Linked DNA regions of Sus scrofa: region 2 is linked to region 1. Evidence: chromatin contacts called from public Hi-C data. All regions are on one chromosome and are shown on one strand. Each heading gives the region's core, a stretch centred on a gene start, on an enhancer-like site or on the middle of the called end of the contact. The rest is flanking DNA. Distances are from core to core; before and after follow the strand shown.

Region 1 (4,214 bases), core at 1,361-3,860:
TTAAAAAATATATATATGTATACACACAGGTAAATGTACGTACAAATATGTGTCCATATAGAAGACACAGCACCACATCTCCCTGTGTTACCCCGCGTGGACCACACCCTGCAGTCATAAAGCACAGAGAGAAAATGGTCTTGGGTGTGAGAATTCTCCAGTTGCCACTGATGCTTCAATACTAAAGCGTTTAGAAGTGTTTACACTTTCAAGAGGAGCAGGAACTTTTTAGGCTACCCTTTTTTTTTTTTTTGCTTTTTAGGGCCACACTCGGCATATGGAGGTTCCCAGGCTAGGGGTCACATTGGAGCTGCAGTTGCCGGTCTACACCACAGCCACAGCAACTCGGGAGCTGAGCCAAGTCTGCGACCTACACCACAGCTCATGGTAACACCGGATCCCCAACCCACTGATGGAGGCCAGGGATCAAATCCGCATTCTCATGGATACTAGTTAGATTCAGTTCTGCTGCGCCACAATGGGAACTCCCTTAGGCCACCCTTTAATGAGTCTCATTTTGAGACAGGATGGCGAGGCTGGCCAGTCTCACTTCCTGCAGTTTTTGTAGTTAAGTCCTTCAAAGAATGAATAGTGAAGCCAATTCATTTCTCCCCCTGGTATTTGTCCTTCTTATTTTTCTTTGTTGTGTGGTTATACATAAAGTTATGGACATACAGACATTACAAGGGATCAGGGGTATCACATGAGGAAGGAAAGCAGACAAATCCAAAAAAAAAAAAAAAAAAACCTCTATGGAAATTAATCAGGGGCAGGGCGAGAGGCGACACAGTCTTTTCACAGAGCAGCTACACACAATATAACTGTCCTCAAAGGCAAGAATGGAAAAAACTAGCCATTCGGCTGAAGGCCAAAGCTGGGGTCTTGGCTGTAGAGCTTTTAATGTCTTTAGCACTAGGCTGGGCAGCAAGTGCCTTTCCCAGAGTAGGCCAGAGAAGATAAGTCCAGTTTGGTTTTTAAGGCCGTCGTCAGCTCCTGGCCAGCAGCTCGTGGAGGGACACACCGTCGTGGGAGTACACCCAGTTCTCCCCGTCCAGTCGTAGCGCTTGGGGCCACTGCAAGACAAAACACAGAGTCCATGGGGACAGCCCTTTAGCAGAAAGTGCCACCAAGAAACTGACCGCAGTGAAGATCTAGAAACTTAACGACTGTGTGTGTGACTTCTTGTCTTAGGGTCTATTTAAGAATAATTAGGGGCATTCATGTTATGGCTCAGCAGGTTAAAAACCCAACTAGTATCCATGAGAATGCGGTTTTGATCCCTGGCCTTGCTCAGTGGGTTAAGGATCCATCGCTGCCATGAGCTGTGGTGTAGATCCCAGATGAGGCTTGGATCTTCCCTTGCTGTGGCTGTGGTGTAGGCCAGCAGCTACAGCTCTGATTTGACCCCTAGCTTGGGAACTTCCATATGCTTCAGGTGCGGCCCTAAAAAGACAAAAGGCAAAAAAAAAAAAAAAAAAGAAGAATTAGGGATTTTCCTTGTGGCACACACAGCTGGTTAAGGAGCTGGTATCACTGCAGCAGCTTGGGTCGCTGCTATGGAGTGGGTTTGATCCCTGGTCTGGGAACTTCCATATGCAGTGGGTGAGGCCAAAACACAAACAAAAAAAGAGAATAATTACACCATTATCCTCTGGAACAAGTCACAGGACAGTTGTCAAGACCTAAAAACATTATAGCCCCATCGATGAGTCTCCATGTGTCACCTTCTGATCTTTTGCTTTTCCTGATTCACAATGATACCTGCTAAGCCAGAGCTGTGTCTCCTAGATTATGGCCATAATGGTGACCGTTGTGGTCACCACTGACCTGGTTTGATTTGTCCCTTACCTGCATGATTATCATTTTCGTACATTCCTAACATTGTGCAATCACTACTTCAAGCTATTCCAAAACATTTTCATCACCCAAAGGAAATTCCATACCCATTAAGCAGTTACACCCTATTCACTCCTCCTCAGCCCCAGGCAACCATCTGTATTATTATTCTTTTGATAAATTTTTTTGGGGTCTTTTTAGGGCCACACCCATGGCACATGGAGGTTTCCAGGTTAGGGGTCCAACTGGAGCTGCAGCCGCCAGCCTACACCACAGCCACAGCGATGCTGGATCCGAGCCATGTCTGTGACCTACACACAGCTCACGGCAACACCAGATCCCCAAGCCACTGAGCGAGGCCAGGGATCCAACCCGAGTCCTCATGGATACTAGTCCGGTTCATTAACTGCTGAACCGTGACGGGAACTCCTGTATCATTATTTTTAAAAATAATTTAATTTAATTTTAAATCCATGAAATTGAGAGTGGGACGGGCTAGTTCGTCCACCTCAAGCTCCTCCAGTGAAGGGAGGAGCGCTGTGTTTGCAAGGGCCCGGGTGTGCCGGATGTTGCTGTGTCTTGTACACAGCTTGTGCCCATTAATGCCACCTCCTCTCAGCCTAGGGGAGGGGCATGTACCTGAAGTTAATGGGGTACATGATGGCACCATGAGGGAGGGGTGGAAGAGGACACTTCCCAGGGGAAGGGCTTGAGTCTACCTGCGCACTCAGGACAGCTTTTCCAAAGTCCACACTGGGAGGGGTTTGCCTGGGAGGAGGAAGACCTAGACAGGAAGCATCCTGGGGGTTATGCAAACATCAAGGATTTCTGTCGATCAACCAAAGGCTGGGGTTTGAACACTTTCCTAATAACAGGGATGAAAGGGCCAAACCAAAAGGACTGGGCTTTTGTTTAATATGCACAAACAGCTGGACACATAAAAACATAATAATCTGGGCCAGATTTAGAGAACGTTCCCTTGGCTCTGGACTCCAATTTGCTGCCTGGAGCCAGGCAAACGTGAGAAGCCCAGGCTCCTGCATGCTGCCCAGGGCTCTGCGCACAGCCCTGAGCACTGATGTCCAGGTGTCCACCCAGTCCTCTCCTTGACCCAATCCCACAACCTCCTCAAGCAAGGTGGCATTGCCACCATTCCTACCAGACCTGAAAAGCTATCAATTAAAAAAAACCAAACAAACAGAATATCAGAAATGTAGCCCTAGGAAAGATTATTTTGGACCAAAGTGAAAAATTAAGTGGAAAATATATATATATTTTTAAAGGAACATAGTATCCATGACAGTAAATGGCTGCTTGGCAAATTTTCTTTCCAGATTCCCATCATGACTTACAGATTTTTTAAAAAAAATGACAAAATCTTGCATTTCTCAAAATTTATTATGATCCAGAAGTAGATGCTTCTAAACTTGCCTGAGATAGGATCCTAATGCTGATAGGTGAGTCCAAAAAAGACAAGGACTTTTTCAGTCTCCAGATATAACACCAGGGGACTGTCAGTGGAGCTACCACAGCTGGTTCTGATGTTCACAAAGCTACCGATCCCCAAAGCTGGATTTGAGCAAACCCATCCAGTTTCCCGTGCTGGTTCCTCTGAAGTTGGAGGAAAAGACTGTACAGGCGCATGCATGGTCATAGTTAGGGTCAGGGCCACTATTTAAGGCCAAAGAGAACAGGCTAATTGGCCTCCGTGGGGTAAACACTCCCCCCTCCCCCAGCCCAACTTCAAGTAAACTACCTGGGTCTAAAAAGCAAGACACACTCTGTGAATAAAGGCCTTGCTAGAAATGACAGGGATTCCTTGGAGTTGTTTGTGTTGAATTATAACATACTTCCTAGATGAGGTTGGAATGAAGGAAGCATAATACTTTATTTATTTTGAACAAAGACTCACACACCACAGCACCATCAACAGTACATTATGAACTGCCTAAAAATGATGTCAAGATTGGGGCAGGAGAAGAGTTAAATACTTTTTTTTTTTTTTTTTTAATGCAAATACCATTATCCTTTCAAAGAATTCCTTGCTAGTTATATTTGGGTCTTTCTCAATTCACAGTCAGTGCATTCTCTTAGGAAGGGCTAATGAATGACCAGGAAGCCTGGTCCGAGAGCTTTTTTGTGGGCGTCTCTCTTTGACTTTCTTACAACCACTTCACCAGCAACTAGAGGGGTGAGGGACCCTCTCTCCCTGGCCTGTTCTCAGGCTTTGAGACCCAGCTCAGACCAGCTCCAATACAATCTTTTCTTCAGCTTGATTGAAAGCACATCAATGGGAAAGGCAGGAGAGATTCAATGCCTAGGCATGGCCTTTTAAAATGTTCTCCCACCTCCATAGAGCACATGGCCCAATTCTGCAA
Region 2 (3,982 bases), core at 856-3,355, 100 kb before region 1:
GATTATTTTCATGGAAGCTTTATTCATAATAGAAACAAAACAAAAAGCTGACAACAATCCAACTATCCATCCACAAAAGAATCAATGAACAAACAAACTCTTATAAACGGAGTATTAACTACTCAGCAATAAAAAAAAGACTACTGAATCACACAACATCACAGATGAATCTCACAAAGGTTACTCTAAGGAGAGAAATCAAACACCAAATGGCTTTTTTGGGTTTTATTTATTTGTTTCTTGTTGCTTTTTAGGGTTACATCTGCAGCATACGGAGGTTCCCAGGTTAGCCACAGCTGCCAGCTTACACCACAGCCACAGCAACTCGGGATCTGAACCTCATCTTCAACCTACACCACAGTTCATGGCAACGCCAAATCCTTAACCCATTGAGCGAGGCCAGGGATTGAACCCACAACCTCATGGATACTAGTCAGGTTTGTTCCCGCTGAGCCACAATGGGAACTCCCCAAACACCAAATGTTGATTTCATGTATACAGCTTCTCTCGAGGTGAAGCAAAACTACACTAGGCTGAGAGCCATCAAAAGAGAGGTTCCCTTGTGGGCGCGTGGGATGGTAGCAGTCAGAAAAGTGGCGGGAGAGAAACCTGTAAAGTGATGGAAATTTCTATTTTTTGGTCTAGGTGGTGATCATACAGGTGAATACATTCATGTAAAAAAGTACATTCTAGATAGTGGCAGAGGTTACACAACCTTATGCCACTGAACTGTACACTTTAAAATGGTGGATCTCGTGTGTGTTTTACAATTTAAAAAAAATTACCAAGCTCTCCACTTCGGAGTTGTGCACTTTACACTTCAATAAAACACCATGAAAATGATACTATAGAAAAAGCTTCCCTGTAAATAAGCAGGCTTTGGAGGTCAGACCCAAGATACCACCAGTCCACAGGAAAAATGTTCTCGGTTTCAGGTAAATGTGTCTCACCTCAGTTCTTCGGTAAATTGAGTTTAACCTTTCCCAACTCTTCGGTAAAGACATCTGCAAACTATACATTTAAGCAGAATCAGCTGACTAAACATGTCTCCCAGATCTCCGATTAAAATCCAAAATCAAGATCTGCTAGAAAAAAGGCCACCAATGTTCAAAATGAACTCCGTGCCTCTTTATCTCAACATGTCACCACTTTGCCTGTTTTCAGAGTTTAACAAAACACCAGGAGGAAAAGCACCAAGGTTTTCAGTTCCATTTCTGGAAGATTTCAATAGGTGTCAGAGCTGCCGCAAAGCTCTCTCCCTTCTTAAAACTCACCCAGACACTAAACAGACCAGGCTGAGGCGGGCGAAGGGCTCTCCCTGAAGTTAGGCCGAAAAACTCAGATGTGCTTGAAGTAACCCTGAAACGTGGCTGCTGGCAAATGATTTCACATCAGTCAGTGAATGGGTAATGAGGTCTTGTGACAGTCACCAGGAGGCCTGTCTTCAGCGTGTTTGCGAGGTACAAATCAGAAGGGGCTCCCAAGGGTAGGCCTGCCTTACCTTCCACACTCATGCTACAGGCAATATGGTCCCTGGGAGATAGGTCCACAGGGAAAGAAGTGGGTGCCGGACACTCCCAGGATGCAGCTTTTACTGGGAAAGGCAGAAGGGAGGAAGAAGGAGTGATTTTCAAGCTCTGCGAGATGGTTGCAGTTGCTGGCTTGGGACTGCAGGGGGAGGAAGGGAATTCAGCCCCCACTGAGCTGCTACATTATTGAAGCTGCAACTGAATAATAGATCTTTCCATCACTTCATGAGCTAAACAAGACAGCCTCTCTTAGAAAATCACCATTTAGAGAGCATCTATTGGATCTCTTCTTAAAAGAGAGAACAAAAGAGAAAGGAAACACATACAAAAGTTGTCTAAGGAGTATAGAAGCACTTCGAGATGACACGAACCAATAGGATTTATATTTAGAATGTTTTCAAGGCATTATACCAAACACTCAGAATCTTAAGCATTTCAAAAGACTTCAGAGATGATCAAATATAACTATTCATTTCCCTATAAAGAAACTGAGAACTGGAAATACAAGCCTTAGCTAAAGTCACCAAGCTGATTTGCAGTACAGCTTACAATAGGTGTTGGAGATGCCACAAAGCTCTCTCCCCACCCAAACTCGGCCAGACACTAAACAAACCAGGCCGAGGCAGGCAAAGGGCTTTAGGTCTGTATAAAATTCTTTATTTTTTTCTTATTGACAAATTATCATCCATTCACTTTACCAATGTCAGGAATCCACTTTTCTAAGTTCTCAATGAATGTTCAGTTCTTACTAGTTTATGCAACAAGCCTTCCCCAAATCAAGTCAGTACAATGTGGTCGGTGCTTAGTGGCCTGTCAGCTTCTGGGGTGACCAAGGTGACTCACAACAGGGAAGGGCTCACGGCTGACTGACTGACAGGAAGTGACTGGCGTGTGGCAGATGTGATAAGGGCTCAAATAAACAGTGGCATGTGCACACTAACCAATCACAGGCCAGGAGGCAACTGATTCACCCAGCAGGAAGAAGCATAAGGGAGGAACTGGGCTTCGAGAAAGAGCTCGCCAGGAAGTTCCTTCTGAACTATTCATTCTTTGCAAGAGCCAAAATGGCTAGTTTTGCTCACGTTAATTCCTTCAAAGAATTTCATTCTGCTTTGTCAGATATATTTGGGGACAGTTTTTCAAGGTTTGAGAAGGGTCTAGCTGCCTCCCACAGCCTGCATTACCCCTCCTGCCCATCTCAGAGCTCCACCCACCCAGGGCCTCAGGTGCTCCCCGCTGTGGGAAGCAAAGAAGAAACACCACACCCTAGGACTTGGAATGCTTCCTTTATAAGAAATCGCTCTGGGCAAATGGAAAGAAACAGCTACATTGGGAACATTATTTCCTCCTTGCAAGAACAAAGGGCTTAGATGCTACAAGTCCTGGAAGAGTTCATTAAATCCTACTGATGATGACTAGAAAGCAGCATTATTTCCCCCAATTCACCTTCAACTCAAGTGACAAAGTCTAGAGCACCACAGCACTCTATGGTGTAGGTTGCCTTGTTCTCTCATCTGAAAGCTTGTTCTAATACAATGGCAAGGATATAACTGGGTTCTAATCATTTCCTATTAATTACAGCCTAATAATTATTACTGACTAGCAAGACTATCCCAATAATTCTCTCCCACAATATATGATATATAGTCCCTTTAAATGCCTCTGACTTGTCACCAACCATATTGTCACTAACTGTAAATATACATATTAACTATGTATTTAGTCCCATGCTTATAAAGGCTCTCTATCAGATGAAGCACACCATAATTGAAGTTTCAAAAGACATGTCATTTTCTCTTGTGAACATAAAGTATATTTCATACATCTGATTGAAGTCTACAATAGAAATAATAATCACCATATTAATTTTGAAGTCCATGTTTACATACGCATATGGGTAAAATTTAGTAAACATCTGTATTCAAGGATGTGACATGAGATCTTTGCAAAGATGAACAGCAGAGTTTGAAATCTGGGGATCAGTTGAGCTTCCTACAACACAAACAATTCTTTTATTCTCCAAAGATCTATCAAGTCTTTTCATCACTACTATCATTTCAGCCACCCTCCAAGCCCCTCCCCACCAGTAACACACATACAATGATGGGAGAAGAGAAACAGAAACTATAATCCACAAATATTCTAATCAGACTGAATATTTAGTCTGAAAGTTAAAATGAACTCATTATTACAAAACTATATACTACCACAGTCTGCAATGCACAATAGTGTATAAGTGGTTAAGAAAAGCTGCATCAGGGAGTTCCCATCATGGCGCAGTGGTTAATGAATCTGACTAGGAACCCTGAGGTGGCGGGTTCGGTCCCTGCCCTTGCTCAGTGGGTTAATGAGCCGACGTTGCCATGAGCTGTGGTGTAGGTTGCAGACGCGGCTCGGATCCCGCGTTGCTGTGGCTGTGGTGTAGGCTGGCGGCTACAGCACCAATTTGACCC

The links. Hi-C and Micro-C count contacts between places; a contact is called where the count stands out from the background.
Region 2: a contact with region 1 is called in a Hi-C map of liver, with 1.6 times the contacts expected there. The contact joins two enhancer-like sites. A contact is called at or near these places in 1 of 5 promoter capture datasets (liver), 25 of 47 Hi-C or Micro-C datasets (adipocytes, adipose tissue, alveolar macrophages and 16 more) and 2 of 2 datasets of contacts at active chromatin or transcription factors (alveolar macrophages and skeletal muscle).

The regions. Positions count from the first base shown.
Region 1 is chr1:222,429,782-222,433,995 of Sscrofa11.1, reverse strand. It overlaps FXN (frataxin, mitochondrial), which reads right to left. Exons shown (of 7, transcript XM_021064638.1): 5 at 1,048-1,073; 6 at 998-1,045; 7 at 772-995. The coding sequence ends at 913. Among named protein-coding and RNA genes, the nearest start is that of FXN, 19 kb to the right of the region's middle. Within about 2 kb of position 2,610, at least 3 of the 83 cell types and tissues checked have an H3K27ac peak or open chromatin away from gene starts, as enhancers often do. A contact at or near this core is called in fetal liver and liver, where this site is marked.
Region 2 is chr1:222,531,539-222,535,520 of Sscrofa11.1, reverse strand. The region is part of intron 2 of TJP2 (tight junction protein 2); the gene reads right to left. Among named protein-coding and RNA genes, the nearest start is that of TJP2, 59 kb to the right of the region's middle. Within about 2 kb of position 2,105, at least 47 of the 83 cell types and tissues checked have an H3K27ac peak or open chromatin away from gene starts, as enhancers often do. A contact at or near this core is called in fetal liver and liver, where this site is marked.